2 separate regions of the Mus musculus genome follow, and region 2 is linked to region 1. The links are chromatin contacts, called in public HiChIP or PLAC-seq maps. All regions are on one chromosome and are shown on one strand. The core of a region is the stretch at or near the end of the contact, and the rest is flanking DNA. Distances in the headings are between cores, read along the strand shown. Region 1 has its middle 3.9 kb from the start of Gm10858. Region 2 has its middle 3.6 kb from the start of Gm34994.

Region 1 (2,700 bases), core at 39-2,538:
TATATATATATATATATATATAAAATTTGTGTATGTGTGTGTATGTATATATGTGTATATTCACATTTTTGGTGATTTTGAGTAGTATTGGCTATTTGGTGTGAATATCATCTGGTTGACTTGGCTGCTCCCAGTAGATGGACTTGGCTATTTATTTGCATTTATTATAATTTGAATTGATATCAAAACTCTCCTTTTAAAAACATTTATGGGAGACTGAAATATGGAGTGTAAAAAATAAATTAATTTAATTAATTAATTAATTAATTTATTTATTTAATTTTTTTTTTGGTTTTTCGAGACAGGGTTTCTCTGTATAGTCCTGGCTGTCCTGGAACTCACGCTGTAGACCAGGCTGGAGAGATGGAGCAACCACATGGTGGCTCACAACCATCTGTAATGAGATCTGAAGCCCTCTTCTGGTGTGTCTGAAGACAGCTACAGAGTACTTACATATAATAAATAAATAAATACATCTTTAAAAAAGTAAAATAAGGGGCTGGAGAGATGGCTCAGCGGTTAAGAGCACCAACTGCTCTCCTAAAGGTCCTGAGTTCAAATCCCAGCAACCACATGGTGGCTCACAGCCATCTCTAATGAGATCTGAAGCCCTCTTCTGGTGTGTCTGAAGACAGCTACAGTGTATTACATATAGTAAATAAATAAATAAATCTAAAAATAAAGATTTACTCTATAAAAAAAGTAAAATAAAAATTTTTAAATGTGTTTATCGGGTTTTTTTGTATGGTCATGAGTTCAAATCCCAGCAACCATGTGATGGCTCACAACCATCTGTAATAAGATCTGATGTCCTCTTCTGGGATGTCTAAACACAGCTACAGTGAGTGAGCAGGGCCGGAACAAGAAGAAAAAGTGTCTGAAGACACCTACAGTGTATTGTCATATAATAAATAAATAAATCTTTAAAAGAAAAGATGTCTCGAAAAAACAGAAAAAAAAATAGAATAGTAGTGTGGTCTCTGACCAATAACATAGAGGTCAACAGCCTATAAAATACATGTGACATCTCCCCTAAGGATGGATTCTACTGACTGGGGGCTAAAGATGGAGGCCTAGGGAGGGAGAGTCTGGGATAGATACTCTGGGAGATTTGGGAGAGATGTGCCTGGGTGAGGTGTGCAGATCACAAAAGGTCACCAGGTCATTCATTAACAATAGCCACTCCCAGCCTTCCGGGTAGAAACCAAGTGTTTCCTCCTTTGAGAAAACACCCTGCATGGTTAACATTCCTGGTTTCCCGGCTGATCTGTGGATGCAAGGACTTTTGTGCCCCTGACAGGTAAAGGACACCAGGACGGGCAAGAGTTAGAGGTCACCTAAAGACTCTAATGCTTTGGCCTAGCCTTGTGTCTCCTCCCTGGTTAATCAGCATTAAATGTACGCCACCCTCCCACCTCCAATACAAAATAGTATGCTCCAATCTTGGATATCTAATTTGATTTTTTTTTTGAGACAGGGTTTCACTGCATAAATAAATCTAAAAATAAAGATTTACTCTATTTAAAAAAGTAAAATAAAAATTTTTAAATGTGTTTATTTATTTTTTTTTGTATGGCCATGAGTTCAAATCCCTGGCTGTCCTAGAATTTGCTCTGTAGACAAGGCTGGCCTCGAACTCAGAGATCTGCCCACCTCTACCTCCTGAGTACTGAGATTAAAGGCCCATGCCCTCACCACCTGGATGACTTGATATTCTTAATTTATTGGTGAGGGATCCACGTCAAAGAAACATTTTCCCAAAACGCACTCAATGTTTGCCATTTTTTTTCCTCCTCTGAGGGGACACCAAATCTGCAGCTATGGCATATACTTGGTTGCTCCAAGGTCCATCTGTTTTGCCCAGAAAGCTGATCTGGGCCCCAGTGCAGCAGGCTGTAACCAATAGATTGAAGACAAAAACCTAGATAATGATGCTGGATTTTGTAGATCTATGTGGGCAAGGTAGATCTTTTTTTGGTTTGGTTTGGTTTGGTTTTTTTCCCGACTTAATGGATTTAAGTTTTTACATTTTTTAATTAATTTTTTAATTATCTGTGTGTGTTTGTGTGTGCATGTGCATGCAGTACTTGCAGAGGCCAGAAGAGGGCGCCAGATTCCTCTGGCTCTGGAGTTACAGGTGGCTGTGAGCCGCCTGACGTGGGTGCTGGGACCTGAACTTGGGTCTTCTGCAATCTCTTCAGTTCTCAGACTTTATTAATTGTTTGAAATTCACCTTTCACAGCCCAGCTCAGAATTTTTCCTCTCCGAAGCAGTCCTCGGAGCCCACGGAACCTGCTCCTCTTCTCTCCCGGGCTTTACCGGCTCTTTTTTTTTTTTTTTCTTTTTAAGATTTATTTATTTATTTACTTTTTGTACATGAGTACACTGTAGCTGTCTTCAGACACACCAGAAGAGGGCATCAGGCCCTATTGCAGAGGGTTACCTCTGGAAGAACAATCAGTGCTCTTAACCACTGAGCCATCTCTCCAGCCTCATTTTACCAGCTCCTTTGTTCATATTTCCTTAAAGTACTGATCACATGATGCTTATGTGCCTGTCTCTTCTGACCCCTTCGCAGGACAGTCTGATGGTGCAGAGCTTGGTATATGTTAAATATTTAATAAACACTGGATGACTAGATAACTGCCCATCAGACCCTGTTGCAGTTAATATTATTTGGGGGGTTTCTTACCCCACTTT
Region 2 (2,700 bases), core at 103-2,602, 260 kb after region 1:
CCAGTTGGTTGCTGTGTCCACTATATGCTAAGTAAGGAGTGTTTTACACTGACTGACATCTGCTTTGATCAATGGACTGGCAACATGGTAGGAATGATTCCCACAAGGTGTTCTCTGATCTTCATTTGATCACTGTGGTAAACCTGCATGTATAAACACACACACACACACACACACACACACACATTATATGAATGTATGTTTTGCCTGCTTTTATATGTGTGTACGACGTGATTGCCTGATGTCCTAGAAGGCCAGAAGAGAGTGCCAGACAGTTGTGAGCTCCTACGAAGGTTCTGGGAATCCCAAACCCAGGGCTTCTAGAAGAGCAGCCAGTGCTCTTAATCACAAAGCCCTCTCTCCAGACCCCTTAAAAACTTCTGTAAAGGCATTTGTATTCTCCTCTGGGTGCCTGGCCCTATACCATATCAGTAGGACAGCCATTTGCAGCTCTGTGCCTTCGTACTTGGAATGGAGACCAAATAGTATCCTAACTCTGGAGTCTCTGTGCATGGAAATGAAGTAAGGCTAATCACCCCCTCCCCCCCCCCCCCACTCCCCGCCCAGGTCACACAGCCGACAGAAGACACAGCCCTGATTTAGACACCGAAAGCTCTCAAAAACTATGTCATCAAGGCTAGTGCTGAGGTAAACGTCTTACCTGGATAGGACTGAGCCGCCCTCCACTGAAGGGACTTTGTAGAGACAAAACCCCAGACTAGCTCACAGACCCCCAAGCTCTGAGATGCAGGCAATCGCTTATGGAAATGCCAGGCAGATCACCTCTGTGGCCAACTGTCGGAGCTCCCCTTGGCGAGAGCAGTGGCTTGGGCAATCCATCATCCACTCACTGAGGCGCCAGCCGTGGGCTCTGGCCGCCGGTGCTTGATGCTATTAACATCGTTTAGTTTTTGGGCTTATCCTATTAAGAAAAAGGTTCCCACTGGCAACAGCAAAAAATCCTTTCCACCTCTTTCATTACCCCAGCTTTTCTTCCCTGTAATTACTATTGAGCTCCTGGCTGATTAAATTAGGTTTTTTGGAGGTCCTTTCTAAAATCTTGGGGAAATTATCTAAAAATCATGAAATCAATTCCCTTCCGCTGTTTTAATCTTTTATGCCCTCCGCTCAAAGAGGGATGGGCAGACAAGGGCAGGCCCTCGGAGAAGTGTGCAGCCTCCACACTGCTTGCCAGCCTCCTAGGGCCTTTGTGGACCATCTGGGTCAACTTCCTTCCAAGCAAATGAAATGCAAATAAAAATTCCAGCAGTTTTTCAGATGCAGGCTGCCTAGCTGATTAGCATGACAGAGGCTGGGAGATGAGGCCTGACCCTGTGCACTTCCCCTCAGCTCATTAAGTTGTAACTCCACCGCGCCTGCATTCACGCTGTGTAGTGACGCTGAAAGGCGGCTTTATCCAAAACTAGCTAAATTCACATTCACACTTTTTGCCTGGAAGTCTTGCCTGCTTCTGCACCCACATGAAAGTGAACCTATTGTGGCTGGCTCATGAGTCCCGCTGATTCTAAGACAATCTGGAGGGTTCCCAAAAAATGTTTATTTCCCAAGTTTGTATCCTTCCACTCTATGACGCCCCCCTCCTGAGTCCCCCCTCCCCCTCAGCTGCCCGGCCTCTGAGTACAGAGAGACACCCGGTGCTGGAGGAGGTTCAGAGCGTGCGTGGAATTTCTAAAGTCAAGTTCTTGGGGATGCTGGAAAGTGGAGATCTGAGAGGAGGATGTAGGTCTGGGTGATTCTGGGATTTGGGGGCTACCTGGACCAGCTTCTCAGAGATGTTGGTGGCCCAGGGACTCATGCCCTGATGTGTTGCCTGGCACAGATTTCCTTGGTTTATCTTCTAAAAAGCACGCGTAGGTTATAAAGCACGCTACCCATTAACCATATGTGAAAACACACCGCATCAGCAGCCTCGCTTGTTGGAGGCCCTCCTTGGGTTGTGGCTTCAGTATTTGTGGATATTTGTTGCTGAGGTTGGGAGGTCCCACTGTAAGAGAATGCCACATAAGGAACAAGAGCTATTTATCTTTGAAACTAAGAATGAGGGGAGAGGGGATAAAGTCTATGAGGGGGAAGAAGTCACTACTCTTTGTGACTCTCTGGTTGGCCCACAAATAAAATGCAGTAGATCAGAACCCAGTCTCACTGGGTGTTGCCGGGAGTTCAGAGGGAGAGAGCATTTCAGGAAGGTTTGGTTAGTGGTAACTTAACTATATGTAAACAAAGGGTGTGGCTCCTAGATTCCAGATTGCATGGAGGAGGAGGAAGTGCTAGGATCTGCATGTGGTAAGGGGTTGGGGGTCCTTGCAAATGCACTCCTTGTAAGGGTTTTGGTGGGTTGGGGCCAAGGAATGCCACAAAGCCACTCCATGCAACAGATCTCAGGGGAGAGATTTATTGCGCGGGGGTGGGTTGGGGGGGGTAGGGGGGTGGGGGAGTGAGGTTGTAGGGGGAGCACAAAATGAAGTAAATCCATAGATGTGTATGTATATATGTGTATATAAGGCTATATATGTGGTGACAACAGAAATGTATGGCATTTGGCGGTAGGTGACGATGTGGCTGCTGGAACTGAGTTGCTGAAGGTGGGTGAGGGTGGACCTGGTTCCTAACACTCCAGACATCTTCAAAAGCCCGGAAATTTCTTTTGCAGTTCTTAGGTTAGAAGTCAAAGGCTTCAAA

Evidence for each region. HiChIP or PLAC-seq counts read pairs in DNA pulled down with a chosen protein or histone mark.
Region 2: an H3K27ac HiChIP or PLAC-seq map of embryonic stem cells shows a contact between it and region 1, with 2.8 times the contacts expected there. The contact joins two enhancer-like sites. A contact is called at or near these places in 2 of 115 datasets of contacts at active chromatin or transcription factors (embryonic stem cells and pancreatic cancer cells) and 1 of 9 other capture datasets (embryonic trunk).

The regions. Positions count from the first base shown.
Region 1 is chr5:146,891,868-146,894,567 of GRCm38.p6, forward strand. No RefSeq gene overlaps it. Among named protein-coding and RNA genes, the nearest start is that of Gm10858, 3.9 kb to the right of the region's middle. Within about 2 kb of position 1,289, at least 9 of the 459 cell types and tissues checked have an H3K27ac peak or open chromatin away from gene starts, as enhancers often do. A contact at or near this core is called in embryonic stem cells, where this site is marked.
Region 2 is chr5:147,154,334-147,157,033 of GRCm38.p6, forward strand. No RefSeq gene overlaps it. Among named protein-coding and RNA genes, the nearest start is that of Gm34994, 3.6 kb to the right of the region's middle. Within about 2 kb of position 1,353, at least 47 of the 459 cell types and tissues checked have an H3K27ac peak or open chromatin away from gene starts, as enhancers often do. A contact at or near this core is called in embryonic stem cells, where this site is marked.